Regions from separate parts of the Sus scrofa genome. Here region 1 is linked to region 2. Evidence: chromatin contacts called from public Hi-C data. All regions are on one chromosome and are shown on one strand. Each heading gives the region's core, a stretch centred on a gene start, on an enhancer-like site or on the middle of the called end of the contact. The rest is flanking DNA. Distances are from core to core; before and after follow the strand shown. Region 1 overlaps EXTL3 (exostosin-like 3). Region 2 has its middle 13 kb from the start of ZNF395.

The links. A called contact is a pair of places that touch in the nucleus more often than the background predicts.
Region 1: a Hi-C map of heart right ventricle shows a contact between it and region 2, with 2.6 times the contacts expected there. The contact joins two enhancer-like sites. A contact is called at or near these places in 5 of 47 Hi-C or Micro-C datasets (alveolar macrophages, embryonic fibroblasts, heart right ventricle and 2 more) and 1 of 2 datasets of contacts at active chromatin or transcription factors (alveolar macrophages).

The regions. Positions count from the first base shown.
Region 1 is chr14:12,493,348-12,496,732 of Sscrofa11.1, forward strand. The region is part of intron 1 of EXTL3 (exostosin-like 3); the gene reads left to right. Among named protein-coding and RNA genes, the nearest start is that of EXTL3, 57 kb to the left of the region's middle. Within about 2 kb of position 1,639, at least 5 of the 83 cell types and tissues checked have an H3K27ac peak or open chromatin away from gene starts, as enhancers often do.
Region 2 is chr14:12,195,484-12,198,627 of Sscrofa11.1, forward strand. No RefSeq gene overlaps it. Among named protein-coding and RNA genes, the nearest start is that of ZNF395, 13 kb to the left of the region's middle. Within about 2 kb of position 1,853, at least 68 of the 83 cell types and tissues checked have an H3K27ac peak or open chromatin away from gene starts, as enhancers often do.

The sequences.
Region 1 (3,385 bases), core at 389-2,888, 300 kb after region 2:
CCAGTCCCACACTCCTTGTACACTTGGGAGTTTTTCAGATCTCCTTCATGATATTACTAGGTGGAAGAGAAGCAAATTTTATAATCTTGGATATAAAAACGGAATATGGAGTCCCCACCAGTGACATATTTATCTCCTCTACTTGTAGGTCATAATGTTTAATGTAGGATTTTGCTCACGTGCACTGAAATGACCCATTAAAATCCCAGGGATAGAACCATAGGAAGACCAGCTGTGTTTCAGCATTCAGCCACCTCTGGTTAAAGCCTCGGCCTGTAAATGCAGTCAGCTGGCAGCAGTTTGCTAATGCGTGCCCCAGAGTAGGATCACCCCTTCACACACGTGTTATTACTTTTGTACATTCCTCCGACTGTGCCCAATACCTTTTAGACTGACCAGGGATATTAATGATTAACCTCCTGGATCTTTGCTTTGTTGACTGTTCATTATCTTAAACCTCTTATAGTGTCATTGTTTTAATCCTCTTCTCCAACTTCCTTTTAAACCTTTTTTTTTTCCCCCAAAGATATTTGGTACTCTGAGGGAGGAATTAAAAAAAAAATGAATTAGATTTGAATATGCCCTTAGCCGGTACAGTAAGAGAGAGAAGATGTACATAAGTACATTGTGATGGTAGATTACAGTAATGTCTTAAATTACTATAGTTCTTTGTAATAATGTAGTACTTTTATATACTTTGTTCTCACATAGATTTTGACCCTTATCGTAACTGAGAGATAGGCTAAATGTTACAGTATTCCCTTTTTGAGGGAGAAGGAAGGTAGGAAAGAAAACTGAGACTTGGGGAGATCTAGGTATTTGACCAGATGTAGTAAGAAGCAGAATTCTCGAATTGCCCAATAATATTTACTGACCTGTCCCTTGTTTGAAGACTTAAGAGTGATGTGAACCTCCCTGGGCACCCCACTTTAAAATGCAGACTAGGAGTTCCTCTCGTGGCTCAGAGGTTAGCGAACCTGACTAGCATCCATGAGGATATAGGTTCGAACCCTGGCCTCGCTCAGTGGGTTAAGGATCTGGCATGCCATGAGCTGTGGTGTAGGTCGAAGACGCGGCTCGGATCTGGCGTTGCTGTGGTGTAGGCCAGCATCTACAGCTCCAATTGGACCTCTAGCCTGGGAACCTCTATATGCCACGAGTGTGGCCCTAAAAAGACAAAAATACCAAAAATAAATAAAATGCAGACTAGTTTTTAGGACGCTCTTCCATTTTGACTTGCAGTTTGCCTCTCTATGAGTGTCACCTTATAGAACTTCAGAAGTCTATTCTTAGAGTTCGTTTCCAGTGGAAACGAATCCGCCATGAAACGATGAGGTTGGGGGTTTGATCCCTGGCCTCACTCAGTGGGGTAAGGCTCCGGCCTTGGCGTGAGCTGTTGTGTAGGCTGCAGGCGCTGCTAGGATCCCGGGTTGCTATGGCTGTGGTGTAGGCCAGCAGCTGAAGCTCCAATTCGACCTTTAGGCTGGGAACTTCCATATGCCTCGGGTGCAGCCCTAATTAAAAAAGAAGAGGATGCAAAAAAGAAAAACCTCTATGTCTGGCATGTCTTTAGAACAACATTGGAGGCTTCAGTGATAGCTCATGTTTCTGATAGTAGTAATCTCCCTTAAGTGCTAAATATAGTCTCTGTTTTGCTAAAGTCTGCCTGCTGGCGTCACTCATTTACTTCACTTTCAGGGCCACTTTAGTCATTAAGGTGGCCATCCTTTTCCTAGGTCTTCTGTTCCACAGGCTAAGTATCCCCATTTCCTTCAGATGTTTTACTTGACACTTTAAAATCCTCTCACCAACTTCTTAGCCCTCTGCCCTCCATTCACTTTGTTAATACCCCTCGGAAGCTGTGGCACTCAGAGCAGGCAGTATTCAGTAACACTGTCATCTGACAGGGTAGCGAGTAACTTTACTCTTTTGGGTTTCTTCAACACTATACTTTTTAAAAAAACAGCAATAACACAAAAACAGGTGACAGGTTTTTTTCTTAATGTCATATAGTCTTGATGCATTGAAATTACAGTTAACTGAAATCACATTGCTGTGTGTGCATGCATGCTATTATTAAACTAAATCATTTCCCTGTAGTTTGGGGACCTAAGTGCTGAACTTTGCCTTTATCTCTTTTTTAATGTTATCTGCTTAGATATTCCAGACTGATAAAAAGTCTTCTTTATATCCTGAGTTTGTTCCAGCCTTGACTTACTCTTCCTAGCATGACTTCTTTTCTTTATATTTGAAGTGGAGCTGTAAAATATAAAGGCAGAGTGGAAAAATAGTTGATGAGGACCCTAAATTTTTATTAATGAATTCAGTGGAAAACTAAGAGGGGGGGGCCTTAATAGAAAGCATTAGGCTTGAAATTTTGCAGGTGAAACAAAAGCAAATTTTGGGGTGCTACCTTGAGTTGATATGTTGGCATTATATCCCCCTGCTATAAAACTGATATGTATTGCTTTTTGTGTGCAAGGCAGTTGGTGCTATAATCCAAAAGGATCTTTGGGGGAGATGTATTGCTTTTTGTGTGCAAGGCAGTTGGTGCTATAATCCAAAAGGATCTTTGGGGGAGTTCCCGTCATGGCTCACTGGTAATGAAACCAAATAGTATCCTTGAGGATGCAGATTCGATCCCTGGACTTGTTCAGTGGGTTAAGGATCCGGCAATGCCATGAGCTGTGGTGTAGCTTGCAGATGCGGCTCAGATCCCAAGTTGCTATGTCTGTGGTGTAGGCCAGCAGCTGCAGCTCCGATTCGACCCCAATCTGGGAACCTTCATATGCTGCAGGTGTGGCCCTAAAAAGCAAAAAAAAAAAAAAAAAAATCAAAAGGATCTTTGAGGTCATATAGTCCACCTCTTTATGAGTTAAAATAGAAAAAGGTGCATATGAGTCAAGAAGGACAAGGAATTGTGAAGTAGGGGGCCTGATGAATCAGAAAATAAGTCATGATGAAGGGAGGACAAAATCAGAGACTCAAGTTGAATTCATCCATGCAGGTTGAAGGTAGGGGCCTGAGTCCTAAAGCTGATTTACATGTGGCTTAGCAAATTTCAACTTGAGTTTTCTGTCTCATTAGGGAGGCCTAGAGCCCTAAAACTGTCAATTCTATGCCTCTATAGCATAAAATCAAAGTCCTGTTTTCTTAAGGAATGGAAAACCATAGAGAAATTAGTTTATGCTCTGAGCACTTGCACATCAAGTTGACTGTTCTGGAAAAATTCTTCAGCAAAATCCATCTGAGGACCTTTTTTAAAAACCTGTTTTTACACTCCCTCCTTCCATACCATGGAATCTGTATTTTTCCATTTAACATGATACTGTGAACATTTCCCCATTTTATTTAAGGTGATTGAAAGCTTATTGACACAAAATAA
Region 2 (3,144 bases), core at 603-3,102:
CATATGGGATCTCCAATAAGATCCCCAGCCTGGGAACTTCCATATGGTGCAGGTGTGGCCCTAAAAAGAAAAAAAATTAAAATTAAAAAATAAAAATCTCCATCTTACCCCCTTCATGATCTGACTGTCTCAATAGTCCAAGGTTAAATGTTGTCTATCCAACTTCTGATTTGGGTTTCTTGGCTGGTGTCCTGTTTATCATACAGTAATATTGAGGAAGAATTCTATTTTCTTCTATCTGCTCGTATCCATGGTACTCATACTTGGTATGACTCACTGGAACTAGAATACTTAAGAAGTGATAGTTGTGGCCAGCACCCAACTTCCATTATTTTCTGAGGGATAAATAAATAATATCCTGCCAAACATTCATCAGGCCTCTCTTTGGAGACAAGTGACAGGAACTCAATTCATGCTAGCTTAAGCAAAAAAAAAAAAAAAAAAAAAAAAAAAAAAAATTTGTTGGCTCACTTAACTGGGAAATCCAGGAGTTTGTACTGGCCACAGACACAGCCAGATCTCAGGTTTAAACAAAATTGTCAGGGTTTGTGCTCTCTCAATCTCTCATTTCTGCTTGTCTCTTCTTATGAGTCCTGTGCTTTTCTCCTTCAAAAGAGAATTCCTTACCCCCCACCCCCCAAAAGAGTTTCCTTCCTACACTTAGGAAGCCTGTTGCTGGCAACTACCCGATTTAGCAACACCAGCAGAAAACAAAATTTTCTCTCAGTATTCGCATATTAGTTCCAGAATCTAATTGATTCTGCTTAGTTAAAATGTCCCGCTTTGGACTACTGTTGCCAGAGGGCTGGGTTACTATGATTTTGAGCCTAAATAAAATCACAGGGAATAGAAGACTGATGTCCCAAAGGAAGGAATGCTGGAGAAAAGAGATTACAAATGTCCACTACACAAACAGGAGGGAGGGAAGGAAGGACAGCCTCTGAGAGTCAAAGGGGCTCAAGTTCCTGTGCTTCTTTTACCAGCTGGGTGATTTCTGACACGCCACTTCTTTTTTGGTTGTTGTTATTATGCCACTTCTTTTTGAGCCTCAGTTTCTCAGGTAGAAAATGGTTGCACGGTAGTCACCAGTACAATATTAAATTATATGTGACAGTATACGGTACCAGGTGATTTTTCAGAAAATGGAAAACTGACTTAGTTGAGGAAGGCATTGTCAACAGTGCCTGCCGTTCTCAATTTTTTTACGAATTACATTTATGGAACACTTTACATTTTACCAAAAACTTTATCATCTACCATGCAAATTGGAAAATGAAGTTCAAGGCTGGAATGCCTAGAATATAAAGTTAACTTATTTGTGTAACTGGAGCCACACACAGACACGCAAAATATATGACGATACTGCAACTGAATCATTTCCTGGATTAAGAAGAGCGGCAGACATCCACCCCATAAGGCAGGGATCCCTACGAGCACTTCTGCACAGCCCTCTCCTCTGAGGAGCCCGCTCTAGGGTTAAGGAATTGCAGGACGGAAAGGATCGAAGCCGAGAAACCCTTCACCAACTAGTGAGTGTGTGTGTGTGTGTGTGTGTGTGTGTGTGTGTGTGTGCGCGCGCGCGCGCAGGGTGCAGGCAGGAGGAGAGGGGTGGCACTGAACAGGCTAGGAAATTTAAAAAATACACACATCCAAAAACAAAAAAAAACAAACAAAAGCTGTCCTGGGTGTCTTTACCGCGACCCTTCCAGGAACGCAGAGGCCTTGGCACCTTCGCTGCAGTCCCGCCTTCCGCCCCTCCTCCGCCCCACTCCCACTCCGGGAGCTACCGGATCCAGCTCCGCATTTTCCCGGCTGCCCTCCCGCCCTTCGGGTTAAAGCTCCCCCGCCTGGAGTAAACAAGCGGCCCGACTGGCAGCCAGTCGGACCGGCCCCCTCTCCTGGTTTCCTGCGCAGGCCTCAGCAACAGGCCCCGCCCTTCGCGACAGGCCCCGCCCCCTTTCCCCTCGCGGCGTCCGCCGGCTGCTGCCAGGTCCGGGCCTGCGGCCCAGTCCCCTACCCACCCCCGGAGCCTCCTCCCTCGGGACCCCACTCCCAGCCCCCCGCCCGCGCGCCCCCAGCCGGTGCCCGAAGAGGGTGCGTGGCGCACACGTGACTTGTGTTGTGGGCGGAGCCTTGCGGGCCCTGGCGGCGGCGGCCGCGGAGGCGGGGAGGGCGGGCCGGGCCTCGCCTCCCTCACTCCCCCGAGTCTGCCGGGCCTGCGGCCCGCCCCTCCGCCGGCGGGGCTGGGGCCCTCGATCTTGGCCGCTTGCCCGTCGACCGCTGCACTAGGCCTCCCAGTGACTCCGCCACTGCTGCTGCTGCTGCTCCTCCTGCTCCTCCTTCTCGCACAGCCCCGCCGCAGGACGCGTTCCCCACTCCTAGCCCACAAGTCCCCACTCAGTCAAGCCTCTGAAGTTTTCTGCCCTGTCCACGGAGTCCTGCCTACTCACAAACCCCCTACTGCGCGAACACACCGCCTTCCTGCCACCACCCACAGAGACGTGCTCCTGCACACACCGACGCTCTTCCCACACCTCTCCATGCATTACCTCTCCGTAACCAGAACTTTAGAGGGACCCGCCAACTCACCTGGCCCAGCTCCCTTCCCTTTCTCTTACTTGGAAGGTAGGGAAAAACCTGAGGTTCAAAAAGGTGAAAAGGTCTCCTAGATCCCCAACCAACATCAGACCTCCTGTTTGCCAGGGCTTTCTCTCTATCCTCATCCTTTCCTGCAATTCAGAGTCTGACTACCCTGAACCGGTAGTTCCGGCCTTGGTTGTCAGTTAATACCCTCCAGATCTCCCCCACCCCAGGGAAAATGTATCTGCCCTCTACCTTCTGTCCCTCTCAAGGTAGCTCCAGGAAAGAGATCAAAACTGGAAGACAAGAAAATCTTTACCGAGAGACAGTTTCATCTAAAGTTTGGGAGTGGACTTGGGGCCAGACGGCCTGAATTCCAGTCCTAGCTCTTCCCCCACTAGGTATCTTGGGCAAGCCATGTGACTTTGCCTGCAGTTGTCATATGATGATACTACCTACCTCATGGAGGTGTTGTGAGGATTAAATGAGTTAATATAGGTAAACTGTTGAAGACAGCTCTTGGTATATAAGAAAACAAAGAAATTATTCTGGGCTGGGTTTCTT